2 separate regions of the Mus musculus genome follow, and region 2 is linked to region 1. A link is a contact called in public HiChIP or PLAC-seq data. All regions are on one chromosome and are shown on one strand. The core of a region is the stretch at or near the end of the contact, and the rest is flanking DNA. Distances in the headings are between cores, read along the strand shown.

Region 1 (4,287 bases), core at 1,190-3,689:
GAATCGATATTTGAAAAATAAACATTTGGGGCTGGAGAGATGACTCGGCAGAGCACTGGCTGCTGCTCTTCCATAGGACCTGGGTCGAATTCCCAGCACCCACGTGGCAGCTCACAACTACAGTTCCAGGGGATCTGATCCCTCACACAGACAGACATTCAGGCAAAACACTAATGCATAACATAAAAATAAATTATTTTTTTTAAAAAAAGAAAGAATCATTTGGGAAACTGGTATTACATGGTTATTAGGGGCAAACTAAACATGTTGAACTATGTTAGTGCTAATATCTGATAACAGAACCAAGCACTTCATAGGACATGAGATTTTCTTTCTACTATCTATGAAACTACTTTAATGCCAATATAGGAATTTATATAACTAATTCTAATTCTAAATTAAATTCTCAAACTAATTCTAAATTAAAATTTCAATTTCTGTTACTGGTTGGCCTGGGCTAAGAAATCAATCATAGCGCTCCATCAGCTTGAAGCTTATCAACTTTGTTTTCAAAACTACACTGCCACGTAATATTTTCATCTGATTACAACCGTACTTAAATGAAACATATAAATTATCACTTTTCCTGCCTAATCCCATAACCAAAACAAGCACTGCTGTTCTAACAACGTTTAAAAATCTCAACTACTCCATCCTCTACCTAAACTAGTGACAAACGACTGGGGAGTGGGGAGAGCAGACACCAGGAAACACCAGGAAACGGAGTAAACAGTATCCTCCCTGCTAAACTTAGTGCTGCTGCCTGTAACACAACTACTCAGAAGGCTGAGGCAGTATCATCTTTTTTCCTCTTCTACAACTGTCATTAATGGGTTTACCATCTCAAAAAGAACTTCCAGAAACTGATGTACTTTTGAAGTTGTTGGACAAACCCTGATGGGATGTCCACACAATCTATCTTAGCAACTACAGCCTATTCAGCAAAGCAACAGTCCTCAAAAAGAATGCTACACATATATTCCAGGAAAACAAAACTGATGCCAGTTTTAGCAAAAAAGGTTTGGTTCTAATCAAAGGTGGAGCCCGTTTAATGACGTGCTGGCCCTTCCAGAATAAAATCGCACTGGAGCTAGAAAGATGGCTCAGCAGTAAAAAGTGCGTGCTGCTCTTAGGACCTAACCACTGCAGTCAGCTCACAACCACCTGTTTCAAAGGGCCTGGCCTCCGAGGGCATCCACGCCTTTCACATACATACTCAAGCACACATGTAAGTAAAAACAAATAAACTTTCACATTAGCCTCAAACCCTCTATAATTGTATTCGTCACGAAAAGGCCCCACATGTCTTGGATTTAAACAATCCTGCAGTCCTGCTTCACAGATCAAAAAAAAAAAAAATCACCATTAACATACTCAAACGTGTTCCATTCAGTTCAGAATCACATAAATTTCTGGGTTTATGACTCCAGAACCATTCATTTTGCACTAATACAAGCCACTAAATATAGCTCTAAAACATTAATGACTGGGAGCTAATTATGTAAGTGATTCATACCTCTTATGTATCCAGACACCAAGATCCTAGGGTGCTTCTGTCAGACCTAAGGGGGAAATAAACAATGAACACCTGTCACAAAAGCCTTCCAAACTGGGAAGCCCCAAACAGTTACTGTCAGTCGACAAATGCTACTCCTTCCTCCACTCCCAACTCCACACCCCACCAGAAAAGCGATCAATCAGGCCCACAGTCTGTGTGAAGGCGAGGCCAGAGAGTACGTAGCGAAAAAAGGGTCTGGGCTTTTCTAGTCCTCACGGCCCTGCGTCTCTCCCTTTAATCTGGAGTGTTGACACCTCAAGTCCGCTTTCCTTTCTGGACTTCGGTTATCGGTGTAGAGTGTGCTGATAGTAGGGTGATTTACTCGTCGGTGGCTGGGGCCGAACTAGGCTTCGGACAGTCAGCACCGGCACGGACCCATCTGGGGCCCTTCCCACATTCTTGCTCCGGGCACATCACCTTCTGGACTTTCTAGAGCGGCTGGCCTAGCGGGGCCGGCCGGCACGCAGAGGGTGCACTCCAGACCTCCACACGTACACGTGCTCCCAGACAGTGCCGGGTCTCCGCACCCCTCTCCCTGTCACACACATACCCCTTCCCAGAGAGGTGATGTCCGATTCGAGTCGAGGAAGCAGCCACAGACCCACCTGGTACCCGCCACCCGGGCGACGCCGTTCGCCTCCTCCAACCTCCCCATCACCTTCGCCTCCCGCCCCACACCCCGCTCGCCCAGTCACTCACCAGCCGCGCCGCCGTGCCGCCTTCTCCGCGGCCTCCCGGCCCGGGCAGCCAAAAGGCCGCAGGGGGCCGGGGGGCCGCTTTCGCCACCGCCGCCGCCTCTCCTCAGCCCAGCCCCATCACCCACGGCCGGCGCCGGCGGCCGCGGGTCGCTCGGGCTCGAGGGTCCGCCGCCACGCGTCGCGGCTCCGGCTGTGGGAACAGAGGCGCCGCGGCGGGGCCCGGGCCGCACCGGGCTCAGGGGCGTCCGCGCTCCGCTGTCGGCGCCCGGGGCGGCGGCGGCGGCGGCGTGCAGCCGGGCAGGGCGAGAACAAGGGAGCGCGGCGCGGAAGACCGGCAGGGGAGGAGGACGGTCTGTGCTGCGAAGCGGTCTCCCGCCGTCGGCGACGAAGCGGACCCCCTCCCCGCGGCCACGGCGCCCGGTCACGCTGCGGGGAGGGCCGGCGGGCACACGGGGAGCGCCCCGCGAGCTCAGGACTCCCGCGCCGGATGTGAGGTCACGTGATTGCCTCATCCCAGCGCCCAGCGCGGAGGGGCCGTCAGGGGGCGGGGCGACCCTCCGGTCCCGCCCACCTCCTCGCCTACGGGGCCCCCAGCCCGCCTAAGCGAGAACTGCTAGCGGGATGCTGCTCAGGACTCATTTTGCGGGAGGCGATCAACTTAGGTGTCGCTTCCCATGCGAGGAGATCGTAGTCCAAACCCCCATTTTCTAAACAAAGACACTGAGGCCCAGTGGTAAGTGCAGGCTTGTCTAGGGTGGCAATCATAAAGGACGCCTGTGCTGGCAAGGTGGAGAGCAAAGTCCTAGCTCTGGACCCAGATTCTTTCCCTCCTTTATCCCCACCTATACCAAAAAGAACACTTTAATTCCAATGGAACTCCTGGCCCAGCCCACGGGCGTGGGACAGAGAACAGTCAGGTAGGTAAGAGAGCTTCCATACGGAAGACAGCCGGGTCTCAGAGAGGAGTTTCTTCCGACAGAGCTGGAAGCAAATTAAATACTTCCCTCCACAGGAGATTTATCTTGGGGCACTGCCTCGCCCGGATGTTCAAATCGCGGTTTTGGTTTTCACTGCCTTCCGCTCCCTGTCGAGCGCGGGAAGCTGAGCCTGCCACCTGCTGCCTCCAGCTCCGCCATCTTTCCACTCTGAGTCTACCTCACCTGCATCCCAGACGCCTGGCCATCTTTGTTCTCCTACCTTCCTACAAACATAACTTTTAGCTGCTTGACTGTCTTAGAGGAGGGAACAGCTGTGTTCAGCTCCTGTTCCCATACTTGGGCACCGTCCACCAGAGGCATGGAGCATCCTGCCTCTTGGTCCGCAGCAGAGAGTAGCACCTCATTTGGGTCGGTAATGTGCCCCAGATACGTGGCCCTAATACACTTCAATGGGAACAGTAAGGATGCTGATCCTGCTTTCCAACCGCAGTGGTGAAGGGCTGGATGGCAACCACGAAATTCTTTTTACCAGGTAATGTGGACATCACAGTAAATGACGATGAGCCACAGCTGTGGCTTCCCAGCTCCTGCTCCCCATTGGGTTTCAGCCCTCCGTGTGTTCCCTAGCTCACTTGTGTTGGAGTACGTAAGTAGTCTAGGATTGAGGAAGTCTGGGTAGAACTGAAAAAACCCTGCACACACTCCTGACAGCTTCCTTAGCAGTTGGTTATTTACCTCGCAGATTTTAACAAGCACAAGCCTCTCCTGGTCCTATAAATAAAACTGTCAAGCCAACCATCCACTTAGAGTGCCCTCTTCAATTAGCCATCAAGTGTTTCTGACCCTCTTATGCACACCTCTTAAACAGTGGGTCTCCCCCTGGCCTGCCTGTACTTCCTCATTCCTCAACTCGTGGCAAACTAACCACACACACACACACACACACACAGAGAGAGAGAGAGAGAGAGAGAGAGAGAGAGAGCTCAACTGACAGTAACCCTTGACCTTGTCATCCACCATTGCAGAACTGTCCTCGGTACTACCTCTCAGCATCTCTCTGCCACATTTGACACTGTGGGTGTTCTCACCTTCT
Region 2 (4,287 bases), core at 723-3,222, 580 kb after region 1:
TGACATCTAGCAGAGTCCCTTCTAGGGGCTATGTGCGCACACATGACCAGCACAAGCCAGCACACTCACAGTGACAGACACACACACGTTCCCTGCAGTCCGAGTCAGTGTGTCTTTGCCCTGGGGAGGCCATCCCTCCAGCTTCATCTTGGTAACCCTTCTCACAGCTCTTTCCCAGAAGCGCTGCTTTGTTTAGCTGGCCACTGAAATTAGGACAAGGGGACAAGTGTGGTCAGGTTTCCAATCAGGATACTTTTCCTTCTGTGTGTTTAAAATGGGACTCTGATGGAAACCGTAGGGCCCCACACAACAGGAAGCCACTCACTTCTCTCAACTCTGATGGGATGGGGCCATAGTTTGCTGGAGGTTCGAAAGACTGATCCCAAAAGGAGCCGTCTCCCAACTTCAAAAGGGTGAAAGCGCTGAGGCTGGGCAGTGAACCCCGACACCTTCCTCACGTTCGAAGCTTCTGGTTTTGACTTTGCCTTGGCTCTAAGATGAGCTTCTACAGTCAGCTAGTCTCCACTGCCTGGGACTCCTCATTTCTCTGCTGCTTGGAAAGAAAATAGGAAACAGTGGGCCCTACTTGGGGTGGGGCAATCTGCTGCTGGACGAGCGTTGACTCTCAGTTGGGGACAGCCTGTCTAAGCCCCTTGCTGGCTGTTGCTTTACAAAGTTATTGTTACCTATGTGCAGGCTGCTTTGCCTGGTGCCAGTGGAAGCCGGAAAGGGGGACTGGATCCCCTGGAAGTGGAGTTCAAGATGGCTGTAGGACACCATGTGGGCGCTGGGAATTAAAACTGTGCTCTCTGTAAGAACAGCCAATGCTCTTAACCACTGTGTTGGTTTTTCTGTAATGCACATGGCATGTATGTATATGGGTAGCTGGCATTTACTTCAATAATTATTACCTGCCAGCTACTTCATGAACAATTTATAAGTGATTTCTTTTAGTCATTATGGGACTTGGAGGTACAGGTTACGATAATACAGATAATTATGACAAAACCTGTCCCTAAGCACTCCTCTACACATTTACATACTTGAGCTGTCTATGCATGCTTGGGAGGTACACATTATTAAACCCATTTTCTAGATGAGGAAACTAAGGCTTTCAGGATGTAAGGATGACCGTCAAAATGCCCAGCTAGTAACGGTGAGACCTCTCCTTTCTGCTTCACTGCCTCTCAGGCCAGGCCACAGCCCTACTCTGAGCCCTGATGGGAGCTGGGAACAGTATGTGTCCGGGGCTTCTAATGGCCACAGAGTGACAGAGGAGACATGGACCATCTAAACCAGGCAGATGTATAAGACATAAGTAGATGAGAGCTTGCCATGGGCTGAGGAGGAAAGATGCAGGGCAACCGTTCAGAGGATGACATTTCTGCTTGGGTAATACAACTGTTTTGGAAATAGGATGGTGATGGTGGGACATTTGGGCAGAATTAATGTTATGGACTTAAAGATGTTCCAAACGGCAACTTTTATGTTGCATATATTTTAGCAATTTAAAACTGTGGCAGAAGAAGGCAGGTGTGACTTTAATCTCACCACTAGGGTGGTAGAGGCAGGTGGATCTCTGTGAGTTTGAGGCCAGCCTGGTCTAGAGTTACAGGAGAACAAGGATAAGTAGTCAGACCCTGTCTCAAAGAGGAAACCAAGTCGTTAGATACAGACACGGGACCAGCTCTCTAGAGACCCTCCTGCCACTGTCCGTGGCTGAGATCTCTCAGTCCGTGGTCTGTTTCCAGCACAGAATCAGTGGATGGAGCAGCTGTCTCTCTTCCTATGTCCTAGTGCCACACGGTTCCTCTACAAGCCACTGTGAGCTGTGTTCCTCCAGCAGGCCTGAGCCTGGCGTGCAGCGGGCACACTGCCCTCACCCAAAGTCAGCCCCCTTCATGTGTACTGCAGCCTGCTGCAGGCATAGATGTCACCAGTTTCCGTGGTTTCCAGAGCCGTGGACACCAACAGGAAGCTGTGGCGGCAGCAGCAGCTTGTGTAATTAGCATGGAATGTTCTGAGGCAGGCAAGAGCATGTGGGGTAGAGACAAGTTCTCAAACACACTTTCTGTGAAAATAGTTGGTTTTTTTTCCTCTTTTCACCCTTCTCAGGAGACGGAAATAACAAACCGAAGAGGAACCAATCATCCTGCACAACTCCCCATGCACAATGCGGGCCTGCGGCAGGTGCGTGGGCTCATATCTGCGCATGCTCTCTGTGGCAGGTGCGTGGACTCATATCTGCGCATGCTCTCTGCGGCAGGTGCGTGGGCTCACACCTGGGCATGCTCCCTGTGCCCATCATCACTCAGGCAGCTCGTCCCAGAGACACAAGGTGTGTCATCACAGAGACTGCCACCACAAAGCCGTCCAACTGGGGTCCACACTGTCAGCCCAGGTGCGGTGGTTCTGCCTTGGTGAGACACACTGCTGGCAAGAGTCAATCGCCATCCTCTTTCCCAGGCCACTAAGCCAAGCCACAGCCAGATGATGCACAACCCAGTGCCACAGCTGCACTTGAAATCTTCCTCAGTGTAAACGCTGCTTTTAGAAAAAGCTGCTTTTAAGTGTACCTCTGGTAAATATTTGAGATTTATTTCTTGCTGGGCATAAAAAATAGAGGAAAACAAGAGTGTAAGGCACAGGGATGGAAATTTTAGGAGGGCCTTAGATGGTACCTGTGAAAGACTCTCCTGACCTCCGCTGTTGTTCCCACCAAGTCACTGCTCTGGCAGTGAATGGGCACACTGTCCCGCCCTCATCGGTGGCCTTCTGATGGCCACAAGGATGATATTTACCCTGGACCTCCTGTCTACACACCCAGCACCGGGTCTTGTCTCCAGCGGTGTGACCTATGGGAATGGACGTAGTTGTAGCACACTGTTAGACAGTGTGATCTAGCCAAGAGGCAGGTGTCTGCTGTTCATCTGTCCTGACAGCAGTGACGCCACGCTCCCCACTTTCTGAAGACCCGATCCCAGGCCATGAGAAGCCGGGCCATCTGGCCATGCCCTGTCCACCCCAGGTTCCTCTGCTCCATCCACACTGACATTCCTGCTGATTCTGCATATGCCATTCTCACCAGGGCCTTAGCTGCTGTGCCCTCTTTCCTCACCATCCACACAGCTACCTTCTAATCAAACCACAGCCCAGAGGCCAATTCCTTAGTGAAGTCTGCAAGGGCCCCATAAGCCACTCTGACCCACTGAGTTGTCATACCGTTGGGGATAGAAATGGTGTCTTTACATACCTGAATCCCCACTGCCTGGCCCCGTGCCTGGCACAAGGCAGGGGCCCAGCCCACGCTTACTGAAGTGAAGTAGTCCAGACAGATGCACTTTCACCAGCAAACAGCAAGGGCTGAACTTGACTTTCCGAGAAAGGTCTCTACTGTGTCCACACAGCCAGGACTCCTGCCAGCATCGGTAAGGAGCTGGCACAGCACCAGGAGCACCCACAACACAGCACATGGCCGAGAGGTCGTGACTAGGAAGCAGCATGCTATCTTCAAAGTCTGTTGGGCCACTGCCAGAGACACACAGGCCTGGCCACACACTGCCACACTGTACATCCTCTGGCTAATCAATTCACAGTGCAGAAATAACAATGGGCCCCACAGTGCCTTCATTAACCTCCTAGATCACATGGGAAAACACAGACTGATGAGCACCTCAGGGAACCGAGCAAAACATCCCCTGCTGCAAAGCCTGCCTGGCCCTTGGGTCATTTTTCTTTTCTCTTTTTGAGAAATGTATACAATTTCTATGTGCTTTAGGTAAACATTTAAAAACATTAATTAGTCCCAGAGACACTTTGTATACTATAGATTTAGTGTAATCTGAGTAAAGTATGGTGGTTAGAAATGAATCTCTGATTATCATGTTTCCTGAACAGAAATGAGAACAGCTGGCCCTGTACTAAGATAAATATATGAAATTGGAACACATCAGAAAGTATGTCCTGCATGCCTTATTTTTTCAACAGTTAGCAAAGAATTGATTTTTAAATTGTATGTGTTTAATGTTTACAGTGTGATGATTTATATATACATAAATGGTTAACAAAGATAAACAAATTAATTTTATGTGTTCATTTTTATTATGTGCGCACATGCGTGTGAACGCATATGCATGTAGAATATCTAATCTATACTCTTTATAGCAAAAACCCTTAATCTAACAGCGCTATTGCCTTCAACCCCCTTGGTGTCCATCAGATCTGAGACTTCCCCAGCCCTACATTTTCTTCCTACCCTGACCTCTATGGCCGTAGCTATCACCTTGC

Evidence for each region. HiChIP or PLAC-seq counts read pairs in DNA pulled down with a chosen protein or histone mark.
Region 2: a contact with region 1 is called in an HNF4G HiChIP or PLAC-seq map of pancreatic cancer cells. The contact joins the enhancer-like site here to the promoter of Atp13a3 in region 1. A contact is called at or near these places in 2 of 39 promoter capture datasets (hippocampal neurons and pre-B cells), 4 of 484 Hi-C or Micro-C datasets (CD4 T cells, LSK cells, cerebellum and 1 more) and 4 of 115 datasets of contacts at active chromatin or transcription factors (acute myeloid leukemia, large pre-B cells, memory CD8 T cells and 1 more).

What each region holds. Positions count from the first base shown.
Region 1 is chr16:30,386,091-30,390,377 of GRCm38.p6, forward strand. Atp13a3 (ATPase type 13A3) reads right to left here and starts at 2,440. Exons shown (of 34, transcript NM_001128096.1): 1 at 2,258-2,440; 2 at 1,517-1,562.
Region 2 is chr16:30,970,154-30,974,440 of GRCm38.p6, forward strand. The region is part of intron 3 of Xxylt1 (xyloside xylosyltransferase 1); the gene reads right to left. Gm15742 (a long non-coding RNA gene) reads right to left here. Exons shown (of 2, transcript XR_384807.2): 1 at 3,254-4,287. Among named protein-coding and RNA genes, the nearest start is that of Gm15742, 4.2 kb to the right of the region's middle. Within about 2 kb of position 1,973, at least 129 of the 459 cell types and tissues checked have an H3K27ac peak or open chromatin away from gene starts, as enhancers often do. A contact at or near this core is called in LSK cells, acute myeloid leukemia, memory CD8 T cells and 3 more, where this site is marked.